2 separate regions of the Danio rerio genome follow, and region 1 is linked to region 2. The links are chromatin contacts, called in public Hi-C maps. All regions are on one chromosome and are shown on one strand. The core of a region is the stretch at or near the end of the contact, and the rest is flanking DNA. Distances in the headings are between cores, read along the strand shown. Region 1 holds the start of pafah1b1a (platelet-activating factor acetylhydrolase 1b, regulatory subunit 1a). Region 2 overlaps slc35f2l (info solute carrier family 35 member F2, like).

Region 1 (3,352 bases), core at 356-2,855, 160 kb before region 2:
GCATTGCAAGTTCAGTGTCAAACAAGCATGACCTTTGAACTGAAAGGTTAATAAGAAGATCCTGTCTTTAGAGTGTCCTTGCACCAGACACTTAGCCTCAGGTTGTTGTTTTTTCTCTGAGCTGTAGTGTTTAAAAATAACAAGTAGCCAATCTCTGCAGTCAACAATGCTAACTATGACCTCAGTCGAATATATTCAAGCTTCCATAGTTACATCTTTCATAGTGAACAATCCAGTGGATTCAAGCAGTGTTTCCAATTTAACCGTAAAGGTCATTTTCATAATAATACGATTCACCAAATAGTGATGTGTTCCTGTTATTTAGCAAAGCAGCAAGATTTTAATTAATAACTGCTTACATGATGAACCAATTCGATGTGGTGTAGATGTTTAGGACTTTTTTTTATTTTTAAAGGAATGTTGGGCATTATTGACAAGATGCAGATACAAAATAGTATTTTTTTTATTCATCTATGCTTTTTGAGTTTAAATCTTTAAACTGAAACATCTCAAATGTCTTCCTGGTTATAATTTGCATAATATACTTCAAACACAGTTTAATCACAAATGTTAGTGTTTCTTTTTCTGTGTGAAAGCCTGCATATAATACAAAGAACATGATTTTTTTGTAATTGGCTTGTTTAAATGTTATTTCAGCAAATGATTTGCTGTGGAACAGTAATTCTTTTAAATATATATTACAATTAATACACCACCATCCTCAGTCTGCAACACATTTGGTTAAACATTTGGCTGAAAAAACCCTGCATGGACCCATTCTAAACTAGAATGTCATCAAAAAAATATGATTTTATTTCATTTAGAGCATTTGGTGTCTAAAAAAGACCTTGTATTTTCGTTGTTCATTTACAAAAACAGTTTCTGTGGATTTCCTTTATCTTTTTTTGTTGCTGATTTGTTTTTCCTGTTTTTGACCTGAAATATGTTTCATCATGCCCTTTTGCGTGTCTTTTGGTTTCTTTAGTGAGTGGAATTCAATGTCAATTCTTTTAAATAACAATCTAATTATTTTTTTGGTTGAGTATCTTTTTGTATTAAAATGAATAAAGAAACTAGAAAACAACATGCGATTATATCTTCATCCACGTTGTCTCTAAACACAACATTCTCTTTGTTTTCAATATTATCTACATTGTTTAAATGAATTAAGGATTCTATTTACACTACACATGAACTATTGAAGGCTGTTACAGTTATAGACACGTAAATATTTAGCTTTAGCTGACTGAAAGTTACATTTGAAGCATGAATCATCGTAATATAGCTGGTTTATGCACCTGACATATGACACAGGTGCTGTTTTCACGCCAGCTGGGACTCGAACTCACAAATAAAGGCCACGCGCTCTGAATTGAACCCAGATTAAAATCACTGATGTGGGTCATGTGAGAAATAATGTTTCACGCTCCATTTTTGTAGTTATCTGCGATACTGCGTGAATATTTATTAAAGTAACGCCCACTGTATTTGAAAGGAGGGTGTGAGATTGAAGGGCGTGCGCGCTCCCGCCTGCAGAAGTCAGCCGATGCGCGCCCCCGTGCCGTGTAGAGGCGAATGCGGCGCTGCAAGGAGGCAGACCCCGAGACTTCAGCCCCCCTTTTCAACACGAAAATAACACTTTTGTCGTCCATTATCAGCTTCTTCTGAGGAATAACTTTCAGCGCTGACTCTGTATGGTAAGAACGGGCCATTTATGTCTCTATTCGCAATTAGGTTTGATCACAATCGCCGGCTGAAGAGCTGTTGTGGCTGTAATTTTTGCGCCTCCTTTTCCTCGGTGTCTCAAAATGGCGGACGCGGCCGTTGGAGGAATACTTCAGCTTCTGTTTTTCTTCACTACTCCTAAATATAGCGACAGCTTCGTGAGTGTACATTTCGCATTACACTTCACAAATACAAATTAATTTAGCGCAAGTTTGAAGTTTTAGCGGCTTATTAGAGATGTGTTCTGCGGATCAACACGTCGTTTCATCAATGTCATGTTAGCTAGCAACAGTTGGCTAACGCCCGTGTCAACACATACATCTGTTTTAATACCTCTGTTTGTTACATTTAAAGTTGACCTTGCCATATTTTATCATGTGTGTGTACATACAGGAAATTCAATTCGTTAACAACGTTTGCTACGTACCGGTTGAAAATAAAGGAGGTGACGAGGGCTGTGTTTCAAAACCTAGCGAACTTCCTATCTAGACAGCATGTTTGCGGTTAGATATGATGGATAACCATTAACCTTTTAAAACATGACGTGTTCAGTATTCAAACGAGCTTCAAAATTGTCGTACATCTCGGTTAGTCTCTCAAAACATGACGAGACACTTCAACTGGAAATCCCTTTTTTCCGTTTACCTCAAGGTTATGGGGTAAAACGGCGTGTTTGACAATTGTTAAGCTCGTTTGTATATAAAATATGGCATCATTAGAGAACATTTGGACTAGTCGGACTTGTACCTATGTTGAGCTGGTCTCAAATGTAGGTCAGCTGATTCCCCCCTCTCTTCATGCAGACCCGATATTTCTATGTGCAGTGGGACACTGAGGTGATCTGTCATGTTGTGCTGCGATTATCACTCCTGCAGTATTTTTTTGGCCAAATTTCCACGTCATTGCTTAAGGCAGCAATAAATGTGCTAATTTAACTACTGCTTGCTCGCTGCATAACTAACAATATCTTGCATGCAAATGTAAACATGCTGAAGAGGCAAGTGTGTACATGTTGCTTATCAAGGTGTGAATGCTTTGAATAAATGTGGTAACGTGTGCTTTTGGATGTACTGTAATCGTTATGGTTTATGATATTGTGCCAGGTTTGCTGTACACTCCCTTAAGTAGTTTGACAGCTGTCTTGGATGGTTACGGATTGCTTGTTAAAGTTTGAATTAAGTTCACTTAACAATGTCATGCGTGCGTAATCGTTTTCTCACAAAGGCGGCATTTATTTAATGAGTATTTCATGAATCAAAATATTGTTATTTAATAGTTTTTCTGTAATTGATTGTGTTAGATATATTTCAAAATTTACAATGTTTATATTGCACATTTTGTGTTATTTTCTTTATAGTGCATCTGGAAAGAATTCATAGCGCTTCACTTTTTCCACACTTTTTGTCATGTCACATCTTTATTTCTAAATGGATTAAATTAATTTGTTTCCTAAAAATTCTACACACAATACCCCAATCTTTTTTTTAATTGTTGCAAATTTATTAAAAATAATAAAAGCAAGGTAAGTTTATTTAAAAATAAATAAAAATAATAAACCTGAAAAATCACATGTACATAAGTATTCCCAGCCTTTCAATACTTTGTTAATGCACCTTTGGCAGCAATT
Region 2 (3,401 bases), core at 838-3,337:
CTCCCCATGCCCTCGGCTCAATTGTCCCCCATTGCCGCAGCCACCCCGATCACAACTTTATCCTCAACTCCTAATGGCCTGGCATCTGCTCCTGCTCCCCAAACCCTACCTCCAGCCCACACCCATATAGTGACCGCTGCCAGCCTGCAGCCCTCAGTCATCGCCCATGCGGGATCAGCGTCACATGCCTCCGTCATCCAAACAGTCAACCACGTCATTCAGCCCGCATCCAAACACATGGCCCATATCGCTCCTTCCTCCTCCAGCCCCGTTCAGCTGGCACCCGGACCTCAATCCATCAGCCACATCACTGTCGCCCACCTGCCAGGAATCTACCCTCAGCCGGTCACCGTCACGCAGCCGGCGGTCATGAGCCACATCGCGCACACACTCTCTCATGCCCAGATCAACGGCACGGCTGCACCCTCCGCGCAAGCCGCCATCATGGCCAAACAGACGCCGGTGGGCGCGCAAGTCGTCGCTCATCACCCTCAGCTGGTGGGCCAGACCGTCCTGAATCCGGTCACCATGGTGACCATGCCCTCCTTCCCAGTCAGCACGCTAAAGCTGGCCTAAAGCGCTGACCAATCACGCAAAGACACTTCCGCCCCATTCAAGACTGCAGACACTATAAAGCTACAGTACATTCCAAATGGAAAAGAAAGTATCTAAAGCGACACAAAGAGTTTATTGAATGTCTAATACTATATAGTGATTATATAAGACAAGATATGTTCTACGTGTATGTGTGGGCACAGTTCAGAGCGCTAGAGAAGTGTGTTTTGATGAAACTGTGGTCCGATCCCAGCCTAAATTGACTGTCAGCCAGCCTATAATGTGTGACTACTGGTTTTAAAGGCAGCCCCATTATACCTCACACTAACAGCACACCTCATGTGAATGCTCCTGCTAGACCAGGTTTAGTGTACTGTCTGGTGTCTGATGTAGACCAAAAATATATATATTTATTCAGCCTCATGTTGTTTCAACCTGACTAACTTTCTTCTGCAAAGCTTGAATATGATTAGTTTATTTGATATACACTAAAAGTCAATAGGGTCCAATGTGTTTTTACACCCTGTTATCTTTCAGTGCGCCTAACAAAAAAGTTTAGCTGTGCATGGAATGTTGTCGCAGTATGTCGTTTGTTTGAATTTGAATGAATGTTTGTGTTAAGTATGAATATGCTTAATATGAATGATTTTTGGGCATACTTGCATTAGGGTACTTTTCGCCTACTTTTTTATATTCATTTGGATGTACTGCTCTTTTGGCATACAGTTTTTCAGCGTTTGTTTGATTTCGAACACAACATCGTTTTATATTTTGCAGAAAAGTCGTAGATGTTTGCAAAAAACATGAGAGTGAATAAATTTGAGGGGGAATCAGCATTTTAATATCAACTTACCTGGACAGCATGATGTCATGTTTTACCACTGTAGTTGATGCAAGACGTACAGTAGCATCAAAATTACACAGCAAAAAAGATTGTTTCGAATCATTATTATTTTTTAACTATAGAATGATTTTTTTAAGTTATGATATTTACAATACAAGTTTGGTCTTCATTTACTCTCCCTCTACTTGTTTTAAGCCTTTTTTTGTCGAACACAAGCAAATGGAAACCAGTAGATGCTTGACCTCCATAGTATGTTAACAATAAACGGCTAGCGGTTTCCAACACTTAAAAAATTATTTTCTTTTGTGTTCAACAGAAAAAAGAAAGTTTCGTTACCACACGAGGGAGAATAAATGGTGAGTAAATTTAATTTTTTTGGGTAGTCCATCACTTTAATATAGCCTAAATGACAATACTTTCAGAAGACGACGCTTCTGAGGGAAACAGTTACAAACAAACCCTCCTAAAACAAGATTAGTTTAGGTTTTTTCCTCGTTTAGTAGTCAATCACACAAGTTGACCTCTCATTTTTGACACCTGGAGCATATGTGAGATGTTTCTCTCTTTCTTTTGCGGAGTTTACATGATTTCTTATCTGTAGTGCTCTAGCTGGCATAGACACTACTGTTGTGTGACAGTCACGTGGGTCATCGGGAATCTGACAGCAGTGCCTTTAACCTCGTCGATCTGGAGTCCTGTTCAATGCTGCACAGTCGCCCTCTATTGTGCTCTTGTTGCAAATGCACTCTTAACTTATTCACTAACAAGGCCACCTTCTTCAATTGAGCTGTGCGCTAGTATGAATTCACATCCGTCGAGTGCTAACACAATCATTCGCTGGCGCAAACATTGTTCTGGAAGTCTCTCTGAATGTATTCCATCACATTCAATGCCTTCATCTCGCCACTGGTGATTAATGTCGGAGATTACATGTGCAGAACGTTTTCATGTAGCAAATAAGTTAAAATGACACGCATTCATAATTGTGTGTGTGTGTGTGTGTGTGTGGCAAATACATCACAGAAGCTTTATGTATGTGTCTGTTTGTGATTTAAAGGGCTAGTTCACCCAACAATTCGGACATTATTTACTTAATATTTACTCATTCCAAACCAGTTTAAATTTCTTTTTTAATTGCACACAAAAGGAGATATTTAGAAAAATGTTGTAAACCTGTAACGATTGACTTTTCGGTGGCCAAAAATTCGATACATCTTTAATATCAACACACTTTTAGATTCCCATTGTTACACATTTCTGCTGTGTGATTGGCTCTTAGATCAATATAGAGTAAAAAAGTCCAGAGCTTATCATTGTTATTGACATGAATGTTATTGCGGTTTGATATAATATCGTTTATTGGCCCAACGCTATGTCCATAGTAGGAACAACAAATACTATGGAAGTCAATGATTATCGATTTCTAACATTCTTCAAACTATCTTCTTTTGTGAAGAAACGAATAAAGCTAGAGTTAAAATTTTTGAGTGAACGATCCCTTTAATAATATTACGGTGCAAGTGAAATGTGGATGGATGTGACCTCATGTTTCTTTAATGAACATCTTTAAGCTTCAGGACAGCTGTGTGAGTGTGAGAAATGGAGGAATTATGCGTGGATGGGAAGATTTCTTTATTGAGCCAGACACACTTCTGCAGGTAGATTAAAAAAGCAAGGAATACAACTTTAAACTAACACTGTGATCCAGTCTGTTGTCCCAAACCAGGTTTACAAATCACACTAGCATTGTGTTGCGCAAGAGTCCCTGCATTTGATTTGCTTTCTTTGTTTGTGTGTGTTTTGTACGTACGTGTGTGTGTGTGTGTGTGTGTGTGTGTGTGTGTGTGTGTGTGTGTGTGTGTGTGTGTGAGAGAGAGAGAGAGAGAGAGAGAATGAGCTTTTATTTTACGTTTTATTTAGGTTGTCAGTTAGTTTTGTGTATTTACACTCTGTAGGATGTACACATTCTTAGACAAATTGTCGTGGCTGTTTTGGCATGTAG

Evidence for each region. A called contact is a pair of places that touch in the nucleus more often than the background predicts.
Region 1: a contact with region 2 is called in a Hi-C map of embryo, with 3 times the contacts expected there. The contact joins the promoter of pafah1b1a here to the enhancer-like site in region 2. A contact is called at or near these places in 3 of 18 Hi-C or Micro-C datasets (caudal fin, embryo and hematopoietic stem cells) and 3 of 4 datasets of contacts at active chromatin or transcription factors (embryo, gastrula embryo and pancreas).

The regions. Positions count from the first base shown.
Region 1 is chr15:27,800,748-27,804,099 of GRCz12tu, reverse strand. pafah1b1a (platelet-activating factor acetylhydrolase 1b, regulatory subunit 1a) reads left to right here and starts at 1,605. Exons shown (of 11, transcript NM_201345.1): 1 at 1,605-1,697.
Region 2 is chr15:27,645,892-27,649,292 of GRCz12tu, reverse strand. It overlaps slc35f2l (info solute carrier family 35 member F2, like), which reads right to left. Exons shown (of 8, transcript XM_017351066.4): 8 at 3,229-3,401. mnta (MAX network transcriptional repressor a) reads left to right here. Exons shown (of 6, transcript XM_009291752.5): 6 at 1-2,879. The coding sequence ends at 576. Among named protein-coding and RNA genes, the nearest start is that of slc35f2l, 19 kb to the right of the region's middle. Within about 2 kb of position 2,087, at least 50 of the 62 cell types and tissues checked have an H3K27ac peak or open chromatin away from gene starts, as enhancers often do.